Linked DNA regions of Hordeum vulgare: region 1 is linked to region 2. A link is a contact called in public Hi-C data. All regions are on one chromosome and are shown on one strand. Each heading gives the region's core, a stretch centred on a gene start, on an enhancer-like site or on the middle of the called end of the contact. The rest is flanking DNA. Distances are from core to core; before and after follow the strand shown.

Region 1 (3,038 bases), core at 52-2,551, 270 kb before region 2:
CAAATAACCGTGAAGGGATTGACAACCCCTTTTTAGCGTTGGGTGCAAGTGTTTGATTGTTTGTGTAGGTGCTAAGATTGGGGCCTTGCTTGTTTCTCCTACTGGATTGATACCTTGGTTCTCAACAAACTGAGGGAAATACTTATCTACTTTGCTGCATCACCCTTTCCTCTTCAAGGGAAAACCAATGCAAGCTCAAGAAGTAGCACTATGCGAGTTACCAACCTGTTTACATGGAAATTACCGGGGCATAAAAATGGCTCCTCCAACATTCTCTTCACATGCAAATGCAGTAGAGCACATGTATGCGATGTATGAGCTATCATATTATTCACACAAAAGTTACCAATGGAATATTTCATCAACAACGAAAGTTGAAAGGGGATACTTGATCCCCCCCCACGCCGCCAACGCTGTCACGATCGGGGTACATAAATTATCACGTATGTGATATGTGAGTTATCAGGGTGTTTGTATGTAATTATCAGGTCCGCGATGTTTTAATGACCATGTTATTTACACAACATTATCTGGAGATGTTTCAACAACAAAAATCAAGTCAAAAAAATCGCGGTGTTTGTACGTGGGTTATCAACTATGGTGTGCATGTGTTACATTCTATTTACACAGAAAATATCGTGATGTTTTTTTGAATAACCTTTTTCCCCGGGTCAAAAAAGTTCTCGTGATGTTTGTACGTCAGTTACCAGCTTGGCTGTGCGTATACCATGGTAAAATTTTGACCCCGTCAAAAAAGTAGTTGAAACATACACCTAGTAACTTTAGTGTAAAGATCATGATAAGTTACGTATTGTAGGCGTAACAGTTTGTGTAGTCTAGATATGGTAACTTTTGACGTGAATTTTTTTAATGAAAACATATCAACATGAGATCTAGTTTCAAAGATTTCGTCGAGGTGTTTTTTTATGTGAAAACGGATTTTGAATCCAAACGATGATTTAAGCTACAAAATGTTTAATTTTTTTAAATAGAAAGAATCTTTTTGTTGATGTCATCTTTTTGTCTCTTACTTCCCCCGTTTCTAAATATAAGATCTTTTAGAGATTCTAATGTATAATACATATAGATGTATATAGTTATATTTTGAAAAATAGGTTCATTCATTTTATTCCGTATCTAGTCTATAGTCGCTGCATGTATTTTCTTCGTTGATGGATGCTGGTCTGTCCCATAATTTCTATTGTGTGAAAAATAACTTCCTCGAAAATAGATACAGAGTTTCTACGGTGTGGAAGATAGCTTTATCGAAAATAGATAGGGCAAGTCCGCAACCCTTGAGATGAAATTTAACCATCGTGCTTGGACTCCGCCTCCCGCGATCCACTCGGTTCAGTTTCCCGACGTGTCTCTCTCGCGCCCACTCTACCACGAAACAACCCGCTCACTGCGAACCTAGGGTTCTTCTGCTCCGCCCCTAATCGCGGCAATTCCTTCCGCCCTCCTTTCCGTCATATTGGCTTTTCTTGGATCGCATGGCGACTAGCGACGAACTCGCCCAAGTCGACATCTCCACGGAGGTACGCCACACCCTACGCGTCCACGTTTCCCAGTTCGACCTCCGCACGCAAGATGTTCGACGTTTTGATACGCCCAAATCGGGTCCTGCAGGAGAAGGACAAGCTGGTGGCCGAGGTGATGCGCTACGCGCTCTTCAAGACGCACCAGAACTCCGGCTGCCCCATCAAGCGGGAGGAGCTCACGCAGATCATCACCAAGAACTACCGCCAGCGAGCGCTCCCTGCGCTCGTTATCAAGGAAGCTGGGGATAGGCTTGCCGCGACCTTCGGCTATGAGATGAGGGAGCTCCAGAGGACCCGCGCCACGTCCACCCGTTCTGGACGCCCCTCCTCCCAGCAGCCCAGTAAGCTCGCTTTTCTTCTTCTTTTCGCCTTGCAATGTCGCCGCCACTTGGCAGCCTGGATCTTTGCTGATGATGTGATCAGGTATAAATTGATTGAACCTAAGAATGACCTGCGATGAATCGAGCTGTGTTTAGGTAATCTGGATGCAAAGAGCTACGTCCTGGTAAGTAAGCTGGACCCTGAGGTGTACAGCAAGTATGTCGAGGATAAGGAGCGTGCCCATGTGTCTGGGTTTGCTTTTGTTGTCATAAGCATTGTTCATGTCGCTGGTGGCAAGATCTCTGAAGGTAGGGATTGCTGGTTCTTTCTTCGACAGTAGTCTGGAGGTTTTATCGTTTGATGTTACTGATTTTTGACAAACACGTTTCAGAGGACCTTTGGCGTCAACTGAAACGGTTGGGCTTAAATGAGACTGATGAGGACCACCCTGTTCTCCGGAACAATAAGCAGGCGCTTGAACTACTAGTGCAACAAAGGTTGCTGGTACTTTCAGGATGTGCTGCAGAGTGTGTATTTCATTGGCAAGTTTTGTTGTTTTGACTTGGTATCTTTGCCCAGGTACTTGCTGAAGGAGAAGATTGCTGGTCCAGAAGGCCATTCCATGGTTTATGAGCTTGCAGAGAGGGCATTGGATGAATCCATCAGTTCCAAGCTTAAAGAATACATTTCACAGGTATGTAAAGGCATCAACTACAATCTTGAAAAAAATAAGGCATCAACCTGTATGTACAGTATATTAGAAATATCAGAACTTTTGCTTGGTTGCCCAAGAGAGTAGAAACACTAATTTGTGAAATTAATCTATCTCTTTAACCTGTAGAAGGAATACTATGCTCTCAAAATATGTTTAGGCTTTTAACCTGTCCAGGTTATTGCCTTCTCCATAACGTGCAGCATTAACAGCTATAAAATGTTTGGCCTGTCCAGGTTATTGCCTTCTCCATAACGTGCAGCATTAACAGCTATAAAATGTTTGGTAAGGAACTGCTCCCTCCGTCCCAAAATAACTGTCTTAAGCTTAGTACAATTTTGTACTAGAGTTAGTATAAAGTTTAGACACTTATTTTGGGACGGAGGGAGTATATTTTTATTATTTTGAAAAGGGGATAGCTCCAGCCTCTGCATCGGTTGATGCACACAGTGCTATGATATACT
Region 2 (2,958 bases), core at 236-2,735:
AAAACTATGGAGCTTAATGTTATAGAGGATTTTCCAGCATCTTGCAACTATGACCATACATATTTATGTACTCGGATTCTTTGACAAACAAGGCTAATAGTGAAAGGACTCTCATATAATAATAATTAGGTAAACTCTTCCCTAGGTTTGTCCGATCTCAACAAGTTCTTGGAAATATAATTCACTAACTATCATGGGTGTTTCGCACAATGCTAATTGTTTTCAGGAAATATAATTGTTCCCGCCCCTTCATCCATGTCCGATTACTTGTCGTGTAATTTAGGAGGAGAGCAAGAGCCAAGAGAAGCAAAACTAAGGCTTTGTTTGTGCATGTGTTATGAAGGTTTTCGATGTGTGAGGTTGATCCTCCCATGTTTCCGTAAGGCGCATGTGGCCTAACTATGATATGAATGATGAATTGGTTTGCTAGAGAACCCTTTTTGATGAGGGTTTGTCCCTTGTCGTGTCATGTTACCACACCGACCTGCTTTCAATTGGGGTCGAGTACCTCATCTTCATCGATGCTTCGTCATCAAGTGGTTATTTTCCTCGTTGTAATGTTCGACGAAACCAACTACTCCAACAACTCATCTACCCCCATCGCACTATTTTGTGATCGATCCAATCTCGATGCTACGATGATTACTAAAATAACAATCTCAACAATGACTTCACCATGATGCTTGATTTGCCTCGTCAAAACAAATGAATCATGACCATGTAACCTACTACCTTTGTGTGGATTTATTAGTTCCCATCGTATTTTGATTCAAAGTTTCATCACATATTTTACTAGTAAAATGCTAGTGCATGTAAAGAAATTATATTGTTGCATTCGTATTTGAATGTACTCCTACTATGCAATGACATTATTTTTGCTCCATATAACTTATATTTCATGATTACTCCTTCCGTCCCTAAATATAAGTCTTTTTTTAAAGATTTTACTATAGGACTACATACGAAACAAAATGAATGAATCTATAATCTAAAATATGTAATCAGTTAGTAAAACTTAAAAAAATAAAATTTAAGAACGGATAGTAGTTATTAAAGTTGGTCATGGGCCTTTTGGAGAGAGATGGTGTGGAAGGCCTCGCGACAGAGACGTCATGGGCATTTCTTGGATACGGCTAACGTTTGTTTGTTCGAGTGACGGCGGCGCGGAGCGGAGAGAGACCTTGGACCGGTTGGAGGGCGTCGTCGCCGTGATGAAGGTCTGACAGCGAGCGAGCGAGCGAGCGAGCCAGTTGCCATCGGACATGGATTGACGGATGGATGGACATGGATCCGTCGCGAGGATGTACGTATGTGCCGTGCCGATTCGATTCGATGCGACGCGCCCCCGCTGCTGCTACGGCGGCGGCCGGGTAGGCAGCCGCAGCCGACTAGCCCGATGACGCAGCGGCGCGGCGCGAGAGTGACGGGCTACTCGCTACTGGTGTGGCCGATAGAATGATCCGCCTCGTTCCGCACACCTCACCTCCCTTCTCCCTCCCTCATAAAATCGGGAGACCTTTCCCTCCCTCCCTCCCTCCCTCCATCGTCTCGTCCTACTCACACTCCACCTCCCCTCTCTCCCTCCCTCGCCGCGCCGTGCTCCCTCCACTCCACTCCACTCCACTCCGCTCCGCTCCATCGCCCCAGGGCGCACACGGGATCGGGCGCAGATCTGCGCCCCACCTCCCCACGCGCTCGCTTCCCACTCCCCGCCTCCCCGCGCCAGGCGGCCTGGCTTAATTCCGTTACCAATGCGCTCTGGGTAGGGCATGAGAGGCACTGGCGGCGGCTTGCCGGCGGACCAATTCACATCGGGATGGACCTCAGCGTCGCCGCCGCCGTCGAGCTCGGCAAGCGGGGCCGCACCGAGGACCAGGACCAGGACCAGGGCCACGGGGACGCCAAGCGGCTGGCGCTCGTGCCGTGGCCGCCGCACCAGCAGCACCCCTCCTCGCGGATCTACCGCGTCTCGCGCGGCTCCGGCGGCAAGGACCGCCACAGCAAGGTCTACACGGCCAAGGGCATCCGCGACCGCCGCGTCCGCCTCTCCGTCGCCACCGCCATCCAGTTCTACGACCTGCAGGATCGCCTTGGCTACGACCAGCCCAGCAAGGCCGTCGAGTGGCTCATCAAGGCAGCCGCCGCCGCAATCGACAAGCTCCCAGAGCTCGAGGCCGCCGCCTTCCCCAACCACCCGGCCTCAGCCAACAAACAGTCTTCAGCTCTTCAACCGGAGGCCCACGGCTCGCAGCCTCAGCAGCAGCAGCTCACCAGATCGGCCTGCAGCAGCACGTCCGAGACCAGCAAGGGCTCCGTCCTCTCGCTCTCTCGCTCCGACAGCCGAGTCAAGGCCAGGGAGCGCGCGCGTGACCGGAGCGCCTCTGTGAAGGACAAGGAGGCCGGAGACGACTCGGCCACCCGCGCCCCCTCGGCGCAGGCCGCTTCCTTCACCGAGCTGCTCACTGGATTGGCGGCCGCTACCCCAGCCGCTGCTCAGCACAAGCACCACAACTCGTGGCACCAGATGACCGCGTCTGCCACCGCGGACTACCTCGGCTTCGCCCAGCCCCGGAAATCCGGGCACGGGATGCTGCACACCTTCGCCTCCCCGGCCCCGCACCTTGGCAACATTGCGCCCGTCGCCATGGCCCCGGGGCAGCACTTCAGCTTATCAGCTGGCGGCGAGCCGCAGACGGAGATGCCGCACTTCTCCTTCTCGCAAGACCACTACATGCCCGTCCATGCGGCGGCAACGTCGGCTCCGTCAGTAGACTACAATCTCAACTTCTCCATGTCCTCGGGTCTTGTGGGTGTCAACAACACCAGGGGGACCCTTCAGTCCAATTCGCAGCCGCACCTCTCCGGCCACCACCAGCAGCAGCAGCTCCAGAGGCTGTCTACTCCACTGGATGCTCCGCACATACCCTTCTTGTTCAGCCCAGCCGTCGCGGTGGCCTC

The links. A called contact is a pair of places that touch in the nucleus more often than the background predicts.
Region 1: a contact with region 2 is called in a Hi-C map of leaf, with 4 times the contacts expected there. The contact joins the promoter of LOC123426260 here to the promoter of LOC123426259 in region 2. A contact is called at or near these places in 3 of 6 Hi-C or Micro-C datasets (leaf and seedling) and 1 of 1 datasets of contacts at active chromatin or transcription factors (embryo).

The regions. Positions count from the first base shown.
Region 1 is chr2H:352,849,909-352,852,946 of MorexV3_pseudomolecules_assembly, reverse strand. It overlaps LOC123426260 (melanoma-associated antigen 1), which reads left to right and starts at 1,301. Exons shown (of 7, transcript XM_045110060.1): 1 at 1,301-1,538; 2 at 1,630-1,882; 3 at 2,018-2,170; 4 at 2,254-2,359; 5 at 2,442-2,556. The coding sequence starts at 1,494.
Region 2 is chr2H:352,575,604-352,578,561 of MorexV3_pseudomolecules_assembly, reverse strand. It overlaps LOC123426259 (transcription factor PCF6-like), which reads left to right and starts at 1,485. Exons shown (of 2, transcript XM_045110058.1): 1 at 1,485-2,958. The coding sequence starts at 1,817.